3 separate regions of the Sus scrofa genome follow, and all the other regions are linked to region 3. The links are chromatin contacts, called in public Hi-C maps. All regions are on one chromosome and are shown on one strand. Each heading gives the region's core, a stretch centred on a gene start, on an enhancer-like site or on the middle of the called end of the contact. The rest is flanking DNA. Distances are from core to core; before and after follow the strand shown. Region 1 has its middle 30 kb from the start of GJB1. Region 2 holds the start of TAF1 (transcription initiation factor TFIID subunit 1). Region 3 holds the start of ZMYM3 (zinc finger MYM-type protein 3).

Region 1 (4,065 bases), core at 942-3,441, 67 kb before region 3:
TAGCTGCCAAGCCTATGCCACAGCAACGCGGGATCCAAGCCAGTGTCTGCAACCTACACCACAGCTCAAGGCAACGCCAGATCCTTAACCCGCTGAGCAAGGCCAGGGATCAAACCCACAACCTCATCGTTCTTAGTTGGATTCATTAACCACTGAGCCACGATGGGAACTCTGTACACTACCTAGACTTTAGCCTGACATAGATCTGGTGAGCTTGGCAGTCCACAGCAGAGTCAGCTTCCCCCATTGTCTTCTGGCCTAGCCCCCAGCTGCCTTCTAGTTTTGCAGTCACCTCAGACATAGGTCCTAAAAAAACATCCCCACTCTTTCCTGCTCCTGGAGAGAGCAGAGCCCCAGTGAAACCCCACCCTTTCACATTACTGTTTTTATGTCTTTTAGGACCTATGTTCTGATAAATATGTGTGCTCATAAGTCTAATTGGAAAAAAATTTTTTTGGATTTGAGACTGCTTCTGAAAAATCTGAATCCTTTGGCGGCTGTTCCTATAACTCTCACCAGTATTTCGTTTAGACCCCTAAAGCGGCCATGTGACCTTGATGGGAAACGCCATCTTTCCAAGAAGCCTGACGGCGCTGCATCAGACTCCTCTGACGGCTGCTCGCGTTGTCTTTTCCGATTTCAAAGCCTTGAGACCGCCCACTGAGACCCTTTTTCCGGTCTGAGAGGCCTGGGAGGCTCTCAGGTCATTTGTGGAGCAGATGTGATTGACACGGTTTGTGTCTAATGAATGCTCGTCTCTTTCCGAGCTCTGCTTACTAGTTCCGCTCTCTTTCCCAGCTTCTTTTTGATGACTCATCCCTCAAATTCTTCGCTCGCTCTCCTTCCTTATACCTGCCCCGCCCGTCCTTTCTCTTTCAACTCGTAGTTTTCCCCCACCCTTGTGTGAATCCTATCGGGTGTAATTTTTACAGTGTACTTGAAACATATAGAAGCAAAAAACACAATTTCCGGGCAGGAAAGTGAAGGTTCATTTCCTTAAAAGCAGCTTAACCCGTCACAGTTCTTTGAGCTTTCCTTTTCTCATGCTGGGGTGGCTTCTGCCTCTGTTTCCAGTTCAATTCCAAACCCCAGGCAGCTCCGAGTTCTTAGCAAAGGTCAAGCAGCTCCAATCCAACCTCTGGCCTCGCAGCAGGAGGAGTCAGGGGAAGCACGATTAGGGTTGCAAGTTTTCAGACATTTCTGTGGGTCTCTTGGGCATCTGCGTTAGGCATATAGGACAGCTTCTGGAGACTGCAGCCCTAAAGGGGAAACAGACCTTGAGTCATTAACGAACGGTGTGGAGAGGAAAGTGGGGATGGGGTGGGGAGCAAAACAAGTAGGGGGCTGGGACTGAAATTAGAAGGTGTCCTGGGAGTTCCCGTTGTGGCTCAGGGGGTTACAAACCTAATACTCATGAGAATGTGGGTTCGATCCCTGGCCTCATTCAGCGGGTTTACAACCTGGCATTGCCTCTAGCTGTGGTGTAGGTTGCAGATGAAGCTCGGATCTGGCGTGGCTGTGGCTGTGGCATAGGCTGGCAGCTTTAGCTCCAATTCGATCCCTATGGGAACTTCCATATGCTACACATTCGGCCCTAAAAATAAATAAAAAATTTTAAAAAAGAAGCTGTCCCGGACCAGTCCATTTAAATAGGTGAATGAATGGATTTTCACCTGGGCAAGGAACCATGCTTTTCTGAATAGGTCAGGTGAAGCCAGTGAAAGATCTATAGTAGGAAGTTGGCAAGAAACTGGCTAAATTTGTCCCCTTTGGGCACTTACAGGTTCAGTTGCTCTTTCATGCTCACACAGCCATCACCACTTGGCTCTGTCGAGAGCCTGTGATTGAAAGCTTCAGTCCACCTAGGTCTAACACTGCCTGTGTAGGGCTCTGTGCATAGTGGGTGCACAAGAAAGTCTGAGTATCACACCAGAGGCCAGAGACTCAGGGACCACCCAGCCTGCAAAGGGCTCACAGACTAAGGCATTTCTTCAGAGGGAACTTAGGCACTTTGGTATTGCGCCTCTGGGAGAAGAGAGTAGTTTGTTGCTCGGGGAAAAGAAGGTGCTGAGAAATACGTAGGCACATTCCTTTTCTGTTCCCTCCTCGCCGCAGCTGCTCTCCCTTTGAAGGCCCCTTGGCTAAGTCCCATCCACAGCTCATTTGCATTGTCCAGGCTTGCCCCTCTGGCCTCTGAGAGGAATGTAGCCAATGAACAGGAAAGAGGCGGCATGCTTTCTGCCCCTGCTGGGGTGAAGAGTAAGGGGAGACGCAGATCCTATCTTATCCCCTCCCCAGCTTCTGCTTCCACCTCCTTTCCTTCATCTTCATCACAAAACACTTCAGAAGCATTTCTCTGTCCAAAGTTCAGTTTGTCCTCATTCATTTACACACAGCCCTTGCCCTGACAGTCAGAGGCAACAAGGGCTGAGTGACACTGAAAATACAGAAAGCACTTACACAGGAGGGGGGCCGGGGAGGGAAGAAGGAGGCTAATGTGGTGAAATGTGTAGTCCAGAGAAGTTCACACCAGTGACACATCTGGGCATCAGTGCGGCTCAGGGCTAAAGAATCAAGATAAATGCATGTAATTGCCATGAAAAGTGGGGGGTGGGCAGTTGTAAGAGTTTTAGATCTAGGTAGATTGGGACAAGTGCAGCTATTGGCTTTCAACTGTAAAGGATTCCTAGAGGAGGTGGGATTTCAGAAATAGCTGAGTGACAGAACCAAATGGCCATAATGCATTCACATCCTGAGGTGGGAGAGGAATTAGCAGATGGAGTAGACTTTGATCAAGAAAGCTTGAATAACCACTGATTGTTATTTCTTCTCCTCCTCCCATCTCCACACACATTTGTAGAGTTCCAACTCTGTCCTAGATACTGGGAACATAAAAATAAGAATAAGAACAAGTACTTATTGAATACGTACTGTGTGCCAGGTCCTGTGTTAAACACATTATCTAATTTACATCTCACATTGGCCTTATGATGTAGGTATCATTATTATGCCCATGTTGCAGATGAGCCAACTGTGGTTCAAAAAGATGAAGTGTCTTGCCCCAAGATCACACAGCTGGCTGTAAGTGAAAGAGGTGAGATGTGAATCTAGGCAGTTCGAGTCTGGAGCCCATGACTTTGGTCAGTGTGCTCTACACTGATAGAAATGGAACTCCTTTGGTGGCAGGGAGGCTAGAACAGGGAGGGCCAGGACTTTGAAAGCAGACCAGGTAAAGCAGAAGATCCCAGAAGCAGTAGCAGCAGCCAGCTATTTAGCAGGTGGGTAGAGCAAGCATCTGGGTAACCAGGATGCAGCAGACACTAGGAGGTGGTTGGCAGCAGGAGTATCTGGCAACCAGTGACAGAGGCTCTGCCATGGGGCCTAGGCTTTCCAGAGCAGGATGCCAGATGTCAAAAAGTCTGGCAAGAGCTAGATGAAGCATTATTCTAGTAAAGACTAAGGTGCCAGATAATGCACCAAGGTAGGAGTAAGGAGCCGGAGCACCTGAATAGGGCTTAAACTAGGGGCTTTTATACAGCAAACCAGGAAACAGCAGTTATTAGAGCTGGGAATCAACTCCATTCATTCATCCTGTCATCTATTCTTCCAACAACATATTTTGAGCTCTCACTATGTTGTAAGTGCTATGCTAAGCTCTGCGGTAAGACAGTCTAGTGGAGGAGCCAGACCTATAAAATGGATAGGAGTTCCCTGGTGGTCTAGTGGTTAGGACTTGGTGCTTTCACCACTGCGACCTGGGTTCAATCCCTTGTCTGGGAACTGAGATCCCACATCAAGCTGCTGCACACTGGAGCTGAAAAAATAATAAAAATAGGAGTTCCCATTGTGGCGCAAAGGGATCATTGGCATCTCTGGAGTGCTGGGATGAAGTTCAATCCCTAGCCCTGCACAGTGGGTTAGGGATCCAGTGCTGCCACCACCGTGGCATGGGTCACACCTGTGGCTCTTCTGATTCCTGGCCTGGGAACTCCATATGCTATGGGGCTGCCAGAAAAGGCAGGTGGGGGGTGGGGAGAAGAAGAAAGAAAAATAAAAATAGAAGTT
Region 2 (3,814 bases), core at 155-2,654, 100 kb after region 3:
TGGCACATGGAAATCCCCAGGCTAGGGGTCCAACTGGAGTTGTAGCTGCCAGCCTACACCACAGCCACAGCCATGCAGGATTCAAGCCAAGTCAGTGACCTATGCCAAAGCTCATGGCAACACTGGGTCCTTAACCCACTGAGCGAGGCCAGGGGTCGAACTTGCATCCTCATGGATACTAGTAGGGTTCATAACCTGCTGAGCCACAATGGGGAACTCTAGGTGGTGTTAGCTTTGAATTGAAGGTGTTAGTATAAACTCATTCTTTTATTTTATTTTTTTTTTAGTTCTCTCCAATGAAAGGGCCTACAAGCAACGATGCCCCAGTTTCTAAGCACTATTCCCCACTAAAAAGAACCAGGGCCACTTGGAGAAATGGCTTATATCAGGTCTGCGACAGGGAATGCACAGAGTAAGTCTTGAACACCTTGTGCCAAAAAGCAAGGACGTGCTCAATAATAATAAGAGTAAGTCTTGAACACCTTGTGCCAAAAAGCAAGGACGTGCTCATATCAAAAGGACACAGGAGCCAGAGTGAAGTGGTTCCCAGTGGACAGTCAGAGCATCAAAGATAATAATGGTGCTAGACTGTAACACATTAAAATAAAAATGCAAGAAAAGAGGTAAGAAAAGGGAAAGTTCTCCTTTACTAAGTCCAGTTAATAAATGTAGAAGGAATTAATAATTAGCAAAATCACCCTTTTGCACTCTTCCAATAACTGATTCAGGCAAGGATCACCAACAGATGCTAAAACCTTTAGGTGTAAGGGCGATGGGGAATAGAATATATACACGATTTCAAAGTATCACCCCCTAGATTATGTACTAATTATAAGAGGAAAAATGTGCTATTGCGACAGAGAAATCTGGTGGACACCCTTTTTTGAAGTGATCAAATTCAGCATCAGCAACATTGGGACAACCTGACATTGTGCTTTCTGATGGCTGCCGGTAAGATATTTAACTTGAATCGCTTTAAAGAAAAAATTAGATGAATTCTTCCCAAAATGTAGTAGTATCATGCAACACAGAGAAAGAGGCTGAACCCTGAATGGATCCCGGACTGAAATGTAAAATGCTCCAATTAAGACAACTGAATAAATTTAAACATGGACTGTATGTTAAACGATATTGAATTAATGTTAAGTTCTTAAGATGTGCTAATAGTATTGTGGCTATGTAGAAAAAAGTATTTTTGGGGTGAAGACTTTCAAAAGGTTCGGGGAAACAAAAACTGGCAGTGTTTAAACTGAATCTAGGTGAAGGGTCGGCTATTTTATTCACCTTTTACTTTAACACCCCGAAAAAAAGGGGGTGTGTGTCAATTCAAAACAACCAACCTGCAAAGGTACCTTTGGCACAGTGACGAAGCGGTAAAGCAACTGATAGCAGAGATGAAAAGGACCCAACCCTTACTTCCATTTCCTGTGCCGTAGTGACGTGTAGTTACCGGGACGCAGACCATGTGACCCAGGTGACTCCTTCTGATTGGAGAAATAGCCGTCGCTCCCTCAGTGCGCAGACACGGAGCCTACGCAGAAAAGTGGATGGGGGCGGGACCAAGTATTTTCTTTGACCAACCGCTTTCCACGAATCCAGCGCGGATAGTCCAATCCAAAGCCGCTAGTAAAGTAGTGACACCAATTCTCCTTTCTCGTAGGACGGGCGGTCTTTCCGGTTCTTTTTTTCCTTTATGCCGCTTCCGGTGGGGGCTGGTAAGGTGTAGGAACTCTGCGAGTCACTTCTGGGCGACTCATTTTTATTTCCGGTCTATGGGACGAAGCTGCGATTTGCCGTTGCCTGTAGCAGCTGCCGGCACCGACGCCGCCATCATGTCGGACACAGACAGCGATGAAGATTCCGCTGGAGGCGGCCCATTTTCTTTAACCGGTTTCCTTTTCGGCAACATCAATGGAGCCGGGCAGCTGGAGGGGGAAAGCGTGTTGGACGATGTGAGGGGGTGGGAGAGGGAATAGGGCTGGAGGGTGGATCGGCTAGGGAATACGTGAAGTGAGGGGAGTTGAGGGTGCTTAGGACAGGAGACTAGAGGGCGCGCTCAACGTGCGAGAAAACCAGAGAAGCGGCTGCGCTGCTAGTGGGTTGTGTTGTAACCCAGAACTAGGGGGCTCGGTTCTGGACGAGGGTTGGGGCCAGAGAGGAGAACGATAGGCAAGACCTGGTACGTCAGCGACGCTGATATGGGTGACTTCCAAGCTAATTCTTCTTGACCAGGGAATAGGAAAAATAGCAGCTTAACCTAGTGATTGCTTTCAAACCATTGCCGTAAGAGCCTTGGCTATTTCTTGAAACTGTCTGCCTTTGTGACCTCACTGACTAGACGTGGCTCTAGAGCAAGAGGACTGATCTGCAACAAATCATGTGGTTCAGGCCCCAGTTCTTAACCATCCAGGGCAGACCCCTTCTGGTTCCAGGGCACTTCTTACATGGTTTTCCCACTGTTCGTTGAGGGTCCTGAAGTAGTTTCCTGTGGCCAGCGGACACTCACCTGTACTCATTTAAGTTCATTATTTCAAGGAGAAAATATTGACCAACAATATTCCTCCTTCCCTGCAATACAAATAAAAGATAGCAATAAAGTTCCTGCCTTTGCTTTCTCTTCGAAATGACCTCAGTTTCCTTAGCCTTTATTCAGAGAACTGCTGTTACATTCATTCAGTCTTGGTAGTGGTTCCTTGAATAATCTTTTTCTTTTCTTTTTTCTTTTTTTGTCTTTTGTTGTTGTTGTTTTGTTGTTGTTGTTGTTGCTATCTCTTGGGCCGCTTCCGCGGCATATGGAGGTTCCCAGGCTAGGGGTTGAATCGGAGCTGTAGCCACCGGCCTACACCAGAGCCACAGCAACGCGGGATCCGAGCCGCGTCTGCGACCTACACCACAACTCACAGCAACGCCGGATCTTTAACCCACTGAGCAAGGGCAGGGACCGAACCCGCGACCTCATGGTTCCTAGTCGGATTCGTTAACCACTGCGCCACGACGGGAACTCCGAATAATCTTTTTCTTACATTACTTTAAATGGTGGTGAAATTGGACATGATAATAAAGATCTGATCAATGTTGAGTTCAGTGGAAGATGTACTTTACAGTTCTCAAATGTGGTGCTCCCTTAGCACATCACTGAGTCATTTTATATATGGATTTATCACTTGTGGAGCTGAGAAATAAGCCTTATGGTGTGGGAAACATTTAGTTAATTGTCTTTGATTCTAGCGCTGTCCCTTTTTCAGGAGTGTAAGAAGCACTTGGCAGGCTTGGGGGCTTTGGGTCTGGGCAGCCTGATCACTGAACTCACAGCAAATGAAGAATTGACTGGGACTGATGGTGCCCTGGTAAATGATGAAGGTGAAGTCTGGGTTGTGTGGAGTAAGATGGGGGAGGAGGCTAGCCACTTACTGTTACGTGTACTTTTCAGCGGGAATTATCTAAGTGAGTGAGAGTTATTTGCTTTTTGTTTAGATCTTCCTCCTCCTTACTTTATAGGATGGATCAGGAGTACAGAAGATGCTGTGGACTATTCAGACATCAATGAGGTAGCAGAAGATGAAAGCCGAAGATATCAACAGACAATGGGGAGCTTGCAGCCCCTGTGCCACTCAGGTGATTCTTTGATGTCATCAGTAAGAATGTTACAGTACATTTTCTTGCTGTGTGGTCCAGTTTCTATACAAGCTTTTTGTCATTGTTCTTTGCTTCTCTTCCTTTGTCAGCTCAGTTTCAAGTAGCTGCTAGCTTCTTTTGTGTTCTGGGGCAGTGTTGCTATACTCAGGCTTTTATTCTTCATACTCGTTAGTCTCAA
Region 3 (4,047 bases), core at 940-3,439:
GCATCCCATGCAAGGGTCCCCTCCGGACCATGGTCCACCTCTGGGGGGGAGGGAGCTTTATAGAGCAGCCCCCCCAGCCCCAGCAGCTCAGTGGCTCCATCCAGGACTCCAGGGTCTTTTTCCAGGCCAGCAGGGGTATCAAGCAGGTCCAGGGCTCCTGAGGATGGAGAAGGGCCAGGGGGCGCCCATCCTCGAGTTGGGGCAGTCTGGGATTCCAGTAGATCCTCTCCAAATTCCATGTCTACTGGAAGGTCTCCAGCCAGGGGCTTCTCTGGCAGGGTCAACGGGTCAAACGGACTGGGGAAATCACTGGGGTCCATGAGGATGACTGGATATGGGCTGCAGATTAGGGGTAGAAGAGGGGGTAGGGGTAGAAGAGGGGGCAGAAGAGGTGGTCTTCGCCAGAATTCCTTCTAATACAGGCTCTGGGACACACCCCATTATCCACTTGGATTTCTCCTGAATCGCCCCCAACACAACCGACAAACCTTTCCAAAGGCTTTAGTCCAAATGACCACTCCCCCCCTCCCAAATACAGCGCCCCCTGTGGGGAGAGGCGTTCCCCGCCCTGGCCCAGTGCCCACACTCGCCGGGCAGGCTGTCGTTCCACTCGCCGCGTACCCCCGCCACCCCACTGCAACTCCCTGATCCCCTCCCCCTTCACCTTTCACTCCCCCCGCCCAACTCGGGCTGAACGCCCCCTTAGAGTCTCCTAGGGCCGTTGCCACCGGGAGCCTTTCCCGCCCCCGCGATTTCAGTTTCTATCCCCTCCCCTCTCTCCTAGAGCCCCCCAGCTCCCCAGTCTTTACCCACCCTGTCTGGCCCCACCCCCACCTCCCCGCGTTGCATGGTCCTCTCAGCCCTTCCCTCGCCCCCACAAACTGCCCTTCCTAACCCCTCCCCCCAGTTACCTTTCAGGGTCGCCCACTTTCTCAGCCCCGTCCCCTTTTCCTAGAGCTCTCCCAGTCCTCCTCCTGTTGCCCACCCCCCACCTCAGGCATTTACAGGAAGACATTTTGGAGCTACGATCTCTCCTTGGACCCCCCCCCCTCCCGGCTACTGCGAGTTCCCGCCTGCAGGTTCGGTTCGGCTTGATCAGGCCCGACCCCTACCTGCGGCAGGGTTAGTGTAACCGCTACAAGCCTAGAACTGCAGACAGCGACGGCCCCGCGCTCCTTCTCCACCTCCCTCCCTAGCAGCCGGGACAGGGGTCGCGGCCCCTTTAAATGGCAGCGCCGCTCACAGCGCCCAGCGCTCTGCACCAGGCGGGCGGGCGGCGCCAGCAACCAACCCCATTGGCTGGCTCGTGGAGGGGGCTCGCGAGACAGCGCCGGCCCCCGGCGCGAGACTCCCAGCCCAGTGGACGCCTGGAAATTGCGGAGTGGAACGTAGGCACTGGAGATGGAGCTTGAGCCCCCGCCCGGGGCCCCGTTAGTTGAGAAGGAAAAGCTAGCCTCTGGAGCTCAGAAGCCCGCCCCCCGGGAAAGGCGGCACCCCCTTTACACCAAAGGGCCGAGTACAATAACCCACAAAAAACAGATCTACGCACCTGCTTCCCTTACCTGGCTCAAGAGTCTGGCCCCCCGTCACACCCGTGCCCGCCCTATCTCCTGGAGCCCACTCTACCCGTGATCCCCTCCTCTCATTCAAATGGTTCCCGGTCCCCTCCCCCTACCCGTGTCTCTCTCCGCTTCCCACTCGTGTTCAACCCCCCGGCGTCCGCCCCCCTCAACAGTCCCTACCTACGCCATGCAGCAGGCGCCTGCCAAGATTACCCTCCCCCCAACCCCACCTCTCCGGGGCCCGCCCCCTGGGCGACTGCTGGGGTAATGAGTGACAGCGGAGGGTGGGGGGAGGCAAAGGACCCAGCCCTCACGTGCCCCTCCTCCCCTTGTCTGCAGCCTCGGGCCCCCCTAACCATTCTGAGACTCATAGTTGTGGGGTGTCTTAAGCCTGGTCTCCAGCTACCCAGGGCGGGTTAAATGGCTCTGGCTCAGTGACAACGCCTATGCAGTAACCGTTACTGCCTGATGACCCCAAAACCAGGTCCTGCAAAGACACTCCCCTACTCCTTCCACGGTCTTAGGGTAAGTTCTGGGATCTTCTCCCTGAGTCTTCCCGCAGGAGCCCCCTGCGTTATCTCTTCTGTAGTTTTCCTCACCAAGGCCGACAGTCCTCCTTCCTCCTTTCTATCTCTTGTCTGTCTGTCTCTCTCTGTCTCTCCTTCCCTCCCTCCCTCTTTTTCTGTCCTTGTCCCTCTCTCCCTCTCCCCGCCTCCTTCTCTGGCGCGCTCTCTCTCTCTCCCGGTCTCTTTTTGTCTCGTCTCTGTCTCTCTGGCTCTCTTATGCACGAGCACGCACGCGCGCGCGCACACACACACTCCCCCTCCTGGATGGTCCTTAGCGTGTGGGTGTGGCTGGGGTTGAGGCTGGAGAAGTGGGGTAGGGGGAGGGGGCATTAGTATTAGGCCTACTGGCTTTAAAAAATGTGTGCCAGGATCCTTTCTCAGTCCCCATCAGAGTTAGGGCACTTTCCAATCCCCCCTCTCCACTTTCCCCCTCTGACCCTTAAGGGCTGAAGAGTATTTGGTGTCTGAGATACTAGAAGAGGCTCAGGCTGGACAAGAGTCCCGCCACATTTTTAGAAATACACGTAGGTTTGTTGTCCAGTGCTTGCTCTGGCGTGCCTCTTGCTCTGGGCCTTTCTTCTTTCCCATACTAAGCCTTTCCTAGCCTTATAGTCCTTGGGAGTTTTATCCTCCCTTGTCTCATTCACTTTCCCAGAAACCTTATCCTTCCTGTTCCCCCCATGGCCTTGAGGTTATCTTTGCTCTCTCCCATATACAGAGATAAAAGCAAGAGTTTTCCCATTCAGGTTTTCCAAGCCCAGCCTTTTCTTTACCTTAACCAGTATTCTGTGTACCCATCTCCCACCTTCTGGTTATTTCTGTGTCCTTTTACCTCCTTTTGGATTTTCACTTTGTTGCATCACAGTTGGGCCGCCTCGTTCTTTTGTATTGCCTGCCCTTCTCAACACATGCTTGGATCTCTGGCTTCTCTGGTGGTGGAGAATGCCTGGTTTCAAGTTGAGGGGAGACAGTCTAAAGGGGGCATTGATGGTGTGTATTCAGAGGCAATGTGTGTGAGCTCTGGAGACCAGGATTCTAATCTCCACTCTGCCTGCTTTTTAGCCATTTGATTTTGGATACATCACTTGTCAAGTCACTAGGTCTTATTTTTCTCATCTTTAAAACAGAGATAAGAAAACAATCTAAATGTACGGTAGGAGGTTGGGCAAATCAATTTTGGTTATATTCATACAGTGGATGTAGTCATTAACAACAATATTTTTTAAAAAGCTAATGAGGCAGAGCAGAGGAATTTCTGGGCAGTGAAACTATTCTGTATGATACTATAGTAATGAACACATGTTATGATACATTTGTCAGAACTCATAGAATGTAGGATACCAAAAGTGAACTCTTCCCTAAACTATGAGCTTTGAATGATAATGATGTATCAATGTAGGTCCACCAATTGCAACAAATGTACCACACTGGTGGGGGATATTGATCCCTCAAGAGAGGCTGTAAAGGAGGGAGGAGGTGTGGGGCAGGGAGTATATGGGAACTTTCCGTACTTTCACCTCTATTTTGCTACAAACCTGAAACTGCTCTAAAAAATAAATCTATTAAAATGATACAGGAAAATGCCCTTGATATAATGTTACACTTTTTTAAAAAAATATGTTTTTTTTCTTTTTGGGGCAGCACCTGCGGCATATGGAAGTTCCCAGGCTAGGGGTTGAATCTGAGCTGCAGCTGCCAGCCTATACCGCAGCCACGTCTATTCATGATCCAAGCCACATCTTCGGCCTATGCTGCAGCTTGTGGCAACATATGATCCTAAACTTGCTGAGCAAGGCCAGGGATCTAACCCGTATCCTCATGGATACTACTTGAGTTCTTAACCCACTGAGCTACAACGGGAACTCCCAATGTTACATTTTTTAAAGGAGTTAAAATACAATACTTTGTAGAGAAATTCT

The links. A called contact is a pair of places that touch in the nucleus more often than the background predicts.
Region 1: a contact with region 3 is called in a Hi-C map of epiblast stem cells, with 2.2 times the contacts expected there. The contact joins the enhancer-like site here to the promoter of ZMYM3 in region 3. A contact is called at or near these places in 3 of 47 Hi-C or Micro-C datasets (brain, epiblast stem cells and heart right ventricle) and 1 of 2 datasets of contacts at active chromatin or transcription factors (alveolar macrophages).
Region 2: a Hi-C map of liver shows a contact between it and region 3, with 4 times the contacts expected there. The contact joins the promoter of TAF1 here to the promoter of ZMYM3 in region 3. A contact is called at or near these places in 2 of 5 promoter capture datasets (fetal liver and liver), 6 of 47 Hi-C or Micro-C datasets (heart right ventricle, liver, retroperitoneal adipose tissue and 2 more) and 2 of 2 datasets of contacts at active chromatin or transcription factors (alveolar macrophages and skeletal muscle).

The regions. Positions count from the first base shown.
Region 1 is chrX:57,210,205-57,214,269 of Sscrofa11.1, forward strand. No RefSeq gene overlaps it. Among named protein-coding and RNA genes, the nearest start is that of GJB1, 30 kb to the right of the region's middle. Within about 2 kb of position 2,192, at least 36 of the 83 cell types and tissues checked have an H3K27ac peak or open chromatin away from gene starts, as enhancers often do. A contact at or near this core is called in epiblast stem cells, where this site is marked.
Region 2 is chrX:57,380,807-57,384,620 of Sscrofa11.1, forward strand. TAF1 (transcription initiation factor TFIID subunit 1) reads left to right here and starts at 1,405. Exons shown (of 38, transcript XM_021079953.1): 1 at 1,405-1,952; 2 at 3,246-3,360; 3 at 3,499-3,615. The coding sequence starts at 1,548. LOC110257711 (a long non-coding RNA gene) reads right to left here and starts at 1,428. Exons shown (of 2, transcript XR_002340621.1): 1 at 1,341-1,428.
Region 3 is chrX:57,277,238-57,281,284 of Sscrofa11.1, forward strand. ZMYM3 (zinc finger MYM-type protein 3) reads right to left here and starts at 2,190. Exons shown (of 25, transcript XM_021080504.1): 1 at 2,162-2,190; 2 at 1-339. The coding sequence starts at 320.